Regions from separate parts of the Gossypium hirsutum genome. Here region 2 is linked to region 1. A link is a contact called in public Hi-C data. All regions are on one chromosome and are shown on one strand. Each heading gives the region's core, a stretch centred on a gene start, on an enhancer-like site or on the middle of the called end of the contact. The rest is flanking DNA. Distances are from core to core; before and after follow the strand shown.

Region 1 (3,348 bases), core at 394-2,893:
TATTTGCAGTCCTGGTAAAAAAGATAAAAATTAAATGGCAGTGATGTTAGTCTTCCTTAATGAACTATAGTTATTGTAACCGTTATGGCAACACATGTCCTTAACTCTATTTGCATGCAACACATAATAACCACAAATTACAAGAAATTAGATAACTATAACAAAGATTTTAACATTTCCAAGGGTAACTGATTTTGACCGTTTACTCAAGAAGGATTGTACCCAAAAGCATTGCTATACAGAAGCTATAATACAAATATTTAAGGCTCATACTCTTTTCAAGAAGCATCCATGGAAAAATAAAATATAAATAAAACAAAGAAAACTAACAGGAAATCCGGAATTCACGAACATTATTTGATAATTGAAGCTCAGTTAACTTTAATGGTATTAGAACACTTATAATTTGAGCTAACCTTTTAGGATAAATAATAATATGTAATTATTCCTGACGTCCATATTATCCATAGTATATTCCTCAAAGGGCTAAGATATGAATAGCTCATCTGATATCCCTTTTTCCAAATTATTATTATTTTCTCAAGATACTGTATGAAATTAGAAAACAGGGGACTAACAAATTACTCAAAAAGCGAACCCTTCTTTACATTTTAAAATTTTCTTTTTTCCGCTTTCTTTAGTTTTGGCGAACTCGAAAGATTAAGCTAAAGGATAAACGTTATAGTGGAAAGTTTAAGTAGACATAAAGAGAGCCAATCAGCAGTAAAGCCAAAGCCTACTTAGCTTCATAAAGCATGCTGACCTTTTCTTAATTTCTATAAATAAAATTAAAAGCTAACTCGGACTAGATTTTAGTCCACTTCCCTTCCTTATCTATTAGTGGCTCCGCAACCAAACAGATAAAACGAAATTAAAGAAGAAGAAAAAAGCAGAAGAGCAAGTTTCCAGAAAGAGTGATACCGAAACAAGAACAAGAGAGAAAGCTGGGTAAGTAAACAAGAAGCAAAATGAACAGAGTCAAAGCAGGCATCTTCTCTCGCCGAACCAGAGTCCACAGCAACCATCGTCAGACACCAACTCGAACAACGTGCGAGTCGTCGGAGAGACACTGGAGATTCCTAAGTTTCCGATGGACCATTCGCCGCCAGCCAAACTCTCCGTTGCTCTCTCCGAGCGAAACGACACACCTCATAACTAAACCAAACAAAACTAAAACCTAAGCTGCTCCGCCGCCAAGCGCCCCTCCAAAAAAAAGGTAAAAGAAACGGAACAAAAACCCTAGGAGAGAGAAGATGAAGAGAATGAGAGTCGGCGTGATTGTAGTAGATCCATGAAATGCGGCAAAGATCTAACGCAACAATGCAGAGAAGAAAATAGGTCTTCCCTTTTCCTTTCTAGTTTGGGAGATGAGAACATGGAAAAGGGATTCTTGGGATGAGAGTAGAAAATTGAGAGAGTAAAGGGAGAACTGCGTCCGTGAGAGACACAGAGAGTGGGAGTGGGGGCTGGAAAGGTGGGGAGGTGCTTTATTACTGGAGTGTAGCCTACAGCAAAAGCAAACACTGCTTCATGAAATTGATGATGGCTGTCTGGTACGCGCTTCTATGCAAGCGCGTTTTCTTAACGCACCGTCGAAAACGACAAACCTGGAAGCCGTTTGTTCCCGTCACTTGAAATTTGGCAAACCGTTTTCTGTTTTGCAAACTCCCAACATATTTTGAAAATTAAAATTAGGTCAATTTCTGATTTTAAAAATAATACAAACAAACAAAATTAGAATGAGCCTTGGATCAAGAGTTTTATTTTATTAATTTAATTTAAATTTTTTAAATAAGTTGAATAAATTTTGACTTGAGTCTGTCGGAGTTAATTTTTTTTGAAATTTAAAATCCATGACATTCACTTGTTTTTTTTTAAACATAGATTTTAAATTTTAAAATAGTAATTTTTAAGTGAATAATTATTTTTTTAAATGGGAAAGGTAATCATGGGATAAATTATGGAATAAAGCCATTTTTTTAAAAATTAAGGAAATAGGTCAATTTTTTAAAAAATGGTGGAAATAGACTGATTTTGCTAAAACACTTTCAATTGGTGTCGCTTTAAGGGAAAACTAGAAAAACGCTCCAGGTCAGTGCGTTTTTCCCCTCCCCAATAGTCACTTCCAACAACTATTTTAAATAGTCATTTCCCCCCTGACAGTAAAAAAAGAAACTATAAATCTCTCACCTACTAATTTCTCACATTTCTCATATTTCTTTATTAAATCTCTCAAATTTTTCAATCAACTCTCAAAAATCTCTCAAATTCTCTCTTAAATTTTTTTACTAAAATTATATTTCTATTCAAATTCTATTTTTTATTCTATTTTTTATTAATATTTTTAAGAAATTTTTTTCGTGTTCTATATAATTTAGCAATGGTCGAGTCTCTAATCCGTCTTGATATCAAGCATATTTCCATCAATCAATTGTAAACGGTAAAAATAAATTTTAATCTTGTTTAATTTTTTTTATTTCATTGTTATATTTTAACTTAACGTTTTTTATAATTTTTATGTAAATAGGTAGAAGATCGAATTTTACAATGTCATATTCGTAATCTACACGGTCCTCTATCACCGTTGATCGAACCATACTTGAGGGAAACCAGTTTTTGGCACATGGCCCTTGTAGGCTGAGAGTGTAAGTTGGACCCGAAACTCATAAGCGCATTGGTGGAAAGGTGGAGACTCGAGACACACACATTCCATTTTTCAAGCGACGAGTGTACTATCACTCTAGAGGACGTGCATTTACAATTGGGGTTACCCATGGATAAGTTGGTAGTTAATGGGTTTGTTCAGTCACTGATTGGGGAGCTATATGTTTAGATCTTTTGGGTGCAGTTCTGGAGATGATTTACGAAGGTCGAATCAAAATGGCTTGGATACAAAAAAATTTAGCGGAGCTGGTTAATGATTCGACTGAAGTACAAAGAGAACAATATGCTTAAGTGTACATCCTTCAGATCATCAAGGATATCATGATGTTGGATAAGTCATTAAATCTTGTCCATCTAAGGCGACTACTGAAACTCGTCAATTTTAGAGGAGCGAGCTGTAACACCCCTTAACCCTAGACCATCGCCGGAACAGGGTTACGAGGCATTACAGAACATATCAGACAATTTACAATTAATTTGAAATAAATGACATACATATCTTGATTTAATCATAAAGTCCCTATAATGGACCCTCGAGATCCAAATCACACGTAATCGAATTGGGACTTGTTCGGGTACTCTAGAAATATTTCGTAAATTTTTTTTTAAAACTCAATATAACCTCTTTATAAATATTTAACCTTCCCTGCAAGTTTCAAACTGATACCAATCCAAAACAAATCT
Region 2 (3,436 bases), core at 208-2,707, 820 kb before region 1:
TGCATAAAGTCCAGCTTTTCCTTTCCACCCATGTGGGAATGAAGCCTTTGGGTACCCATTTTTGGTGAAGAATTCACCTTCCTGTTTCATCATGTCAACTATTTCCATTAGTTTATTTGTCAATCTTGGCTTCTTTAAAACAGTTGAATTTTAGAGCATTTTCTCACCTGAAGCCATGAGGGAACATTGCTGCGGTATCCGGTAGCCAACACAACTGAATCGATATCAAGTTTTTCGCCATTAACGAGCTCAACTTGTCCACGTGAGAAACGCTTGATTCCAGGAACCACATTAATGTCACCTGATCTAATTTTCTCCAATGCACCAATGTCCAATACAGGGGTTTTCCCTTTTGTGTTCTTGAGTTCCAAGGGACCCGTTGATGGCCTTTTAAGTCCATATTTCTCAATGTTTCCCAACATCAACCATGCCAAAATCAACATTAGCTTGTCAACAAGCCAAAGGGGTAGCCATTTCATCATCAAAACAGCCAATTCGAATGTTGATTTCCCAAAAATTTCTCTTGGCAGGACATGAACCTGTTGAAAAACAGAACAAAAAACCCATTAGAATTCAATTTTTCTTCGAAGTGTATCTGATATAAGGTAACTTTTTTTTTTCTGATGACTTACCGAGCTGCGAACCACCATTGAAGGTGAAGCATTGTGGTTGCACAGATCAAAAGAAACTTCCATGCCAGAGTTGCCACAGCCGACAACTAGTACTTTCTGCCCCTTGAATTTTTCACCAGACTTGTAATCACAAGCATGGATAACTTCACCACCAAACTCTGACAATCCTTCAATATCGGGCAACACACACTCGGCATTTTCACCAGTGGCCACAACAAGCGAGCGGCAAACGTATTCGAACTCAGTCTTGTTTGAACCACTTGTAACAATGGTCTTCACCCTCCAGAAACCACTGGTCTCATCATACCTAGCTGACTGCACACACTCATTGAACTTTGGGTTGATATCAAAATGCTTAGCATATGATTCAAGGTAGTCAATGAACTGTCTCTTTGTTGGGTACTCGGGGAAATCCTCAGGGAAAGGTAGTTTAGGGAGTTGGCAGAATTGTTTGGGAAGGTGAAGCTTTAGCCTGTCGTAGGTGCGTTTCTGCCACAAAGATGCAATGCAATCGGTTCTTTCGAGGACAACAAAGGGGACCCCTTGTTCTTTCAGGCAAGCAGCAGTGGCTAGCCCTGATGGTCCGGCACCAACAATGACCGGACCATTGACCAAAGTCCATTTACGCTGAAAGAAATCTTGGTCTTGATCAACAAGGCGAAACAAATTCTCCATTGTCATACGGTGAGTTTGTCTTGAGACAAAAATGTAGAGTTGAAATTAGAGAGCTTAGAGAAAAAAAAGAAATGGTGTTTGTTTTTTTCTTTCAGAGAGAGTAAGTTGTTGTTCTTGGTTTGGAGGGAGAAGATGGGATGGGGCTGCTTAAATAAGGAAGGTCCATGTGATAACATTCAAGAATTTAATGCATTTTAAAAGGGTCCAGTTTCAAATCATAAGCCAATGGCTACCTTTTGTTATTTTATAGAATAATTTAATAGATCCTTATATACATATACATTATACTTAAAAAATTGTTGAAGGATTATCATATTTTTTTGGAATTTTTTATTCTTTCCTTTATAATTTTTTTTGTTTATTATAAAGATGTAAATATATTTAGAAGAGAAAACACTTGGGTTACCAATGAAAGCATGGAGTTTCCATGATTTTGATGCCCAACATCAAATGTGCTTGTAGATTTCATACCAAGCTTGAGATTCCATATTATTTTATATCAATTATTGTATATGTTCCACCAACTTCATAGTAAGTGAACTTTGATAAGATCATTTTATATATCAAAAACAATATATATACATATATGATAATTGAAATACACAATCATATTCAATTAGCACAACTTCATACATCATATTGAATTTGTGCAAAAGAAAAAAAGAAAAAGGGAAACATTGTAATGTTCCTAATTTCAAACATAAAAAGAGAAAAGAGAAAAGAAAAGGAAAAGAAATTAGGTCCTATTTTATGCTGTAATATTTGAGGTAAAATCAGCTAAATTAACCGAAGATGAAGTGGAAACATCATAGGGAGAGAATTAGGAAACAATGAAAATGAAAATGACGCAGCATCCTCTTATGATTCTAATGGACCCACTAGAGAGGAGTTTCTTTCATAAAAAAATTTAAAAATAAAGTAAATAAAGAAATAAATGGGAGGATAAATAAAATATTTAAAATGTATGGAAATTGGAAGCCTAAGTGGCAGAGAGTGCTGACTAGGATATAGGCGGCGATGTTCCCACGTGGATTGGATGAGTGAAGTTGATGAATAAGAAGGGGTTTAACACTGTCACGATCTTGGGGGAGGGATCCCCCACATGAGCCCCTCCATTGCCTTGGGATTGCGACTTGTAAGGCTGTTTCGACCCACAAATGCCCCTTTCTGCCGACCCTCCTCCACACCCACCTTTGCGCCATCTGTCCAACCCACTTCGACTAATTTCACACCACTTCCCAAGAAAAAAAATCTGCTCAACCCATCCACATGCCCTCTTCTTCCACTGTGTATGTTTCTAAGCTGACGATTTGCATGCTCAACTAATATTCCTAACAGACTAACAATATTTAGCCTAGTTGTAAAGTTTATTACAATTTTATGGACAGAATTTAGATTTAAATTTTGAATATGATGTTGTTGAGAAAATAATTATAAATTAATTAATTTTTTATAAATTGTAAAACGGGTATAAAAAATATTTTAATTAAATTAATATTACAACAATAAAGATATTGCTCCCAAATTATAGTTTTTCGTGCCTGGTATTGCCCTTGAACTACAACGATGGTTAGCTTTGAACCTTCATTTGGCTTTTGTGTAAATGTTTATACTTTGCCAAGAAAATTAATAACTATGGGTGTTTGTGATATTTAAAAATGTATTTGATTAATTTATATAGTACATTCTATATAGTACATATGTATCACACACCTCGAGCAATGATAAAAAAAAAAGCTACGAATTTGGGTGAAATAGATGTCAGAAAGCAAACATGGTGAGAAGAGAGAATATTCTTTATGCATGGTAAAGATTGTAAAGTACTAGGATAATCTAGAGGTTCAAAGTATGAACACACAATTGTGAAACATTCAAGGTACGTGGAAGGTCGATAAACAACGTTGCTTTCGGTGAATGCTTCCGAGTTTGACACGCTCGAATGCTCATATAATTAAGAAATATTATTACTTCTTTTTTGAGATTTTTTTTTATGTTCATTTATGACAATGGTGATTAGTCGTGGAAAGCATTTTAGGGTTTTGTTTTTGAAAATTGTACTTTGGTGGAATAGGCCTGTCAAAGTACAAGTTCATGATTATTATGAAAATATTCGAGTTGGAAACTAGCAA

The links. A called contact is a pair of places that touch in the nucleus more often than the background predicts.
Region 2: a contact with region 1 is called in a Hi-C map of leaf, with 1.8 times the contacts expected there. The contact joins the promoter of LOC107955258 here to the promoter of LOC107952745 in region 1. A contact is called at or near these places in 3 of 34 Hi-C or Micro-C datasets (callus, leaf and seedling).

Annotation. Positions count from the first base shown.
Region 1 is chrA07:41,735,242-41,738,589 of Gossypium_hirsutum_v2.1, reverse strand. LOC107952745 (receptor-like serine/threonine-protein kinase ALE2) reads right to left here and starts at 1,643. Exons shown (of 9, transcript XM_016887910.2): 1 at 922-1,643; 2 at 1-11. The coding sequence starts at 991.
Region 2 is chrA07:42,551,929-42,555,364 of Gossypium_hirsutum_v2.1, reverse strand. It overlaps LOC107955258 (probable indole-3-pyruvate monooxygenase YUCCA8), which reads right to left and starts at 1,457. Exons shown (of 3, transcript XM_016891001.2): 1 at 633-1,457; 2 at 168-539; 3 at 1-81. The coding sequence starts at 1,313.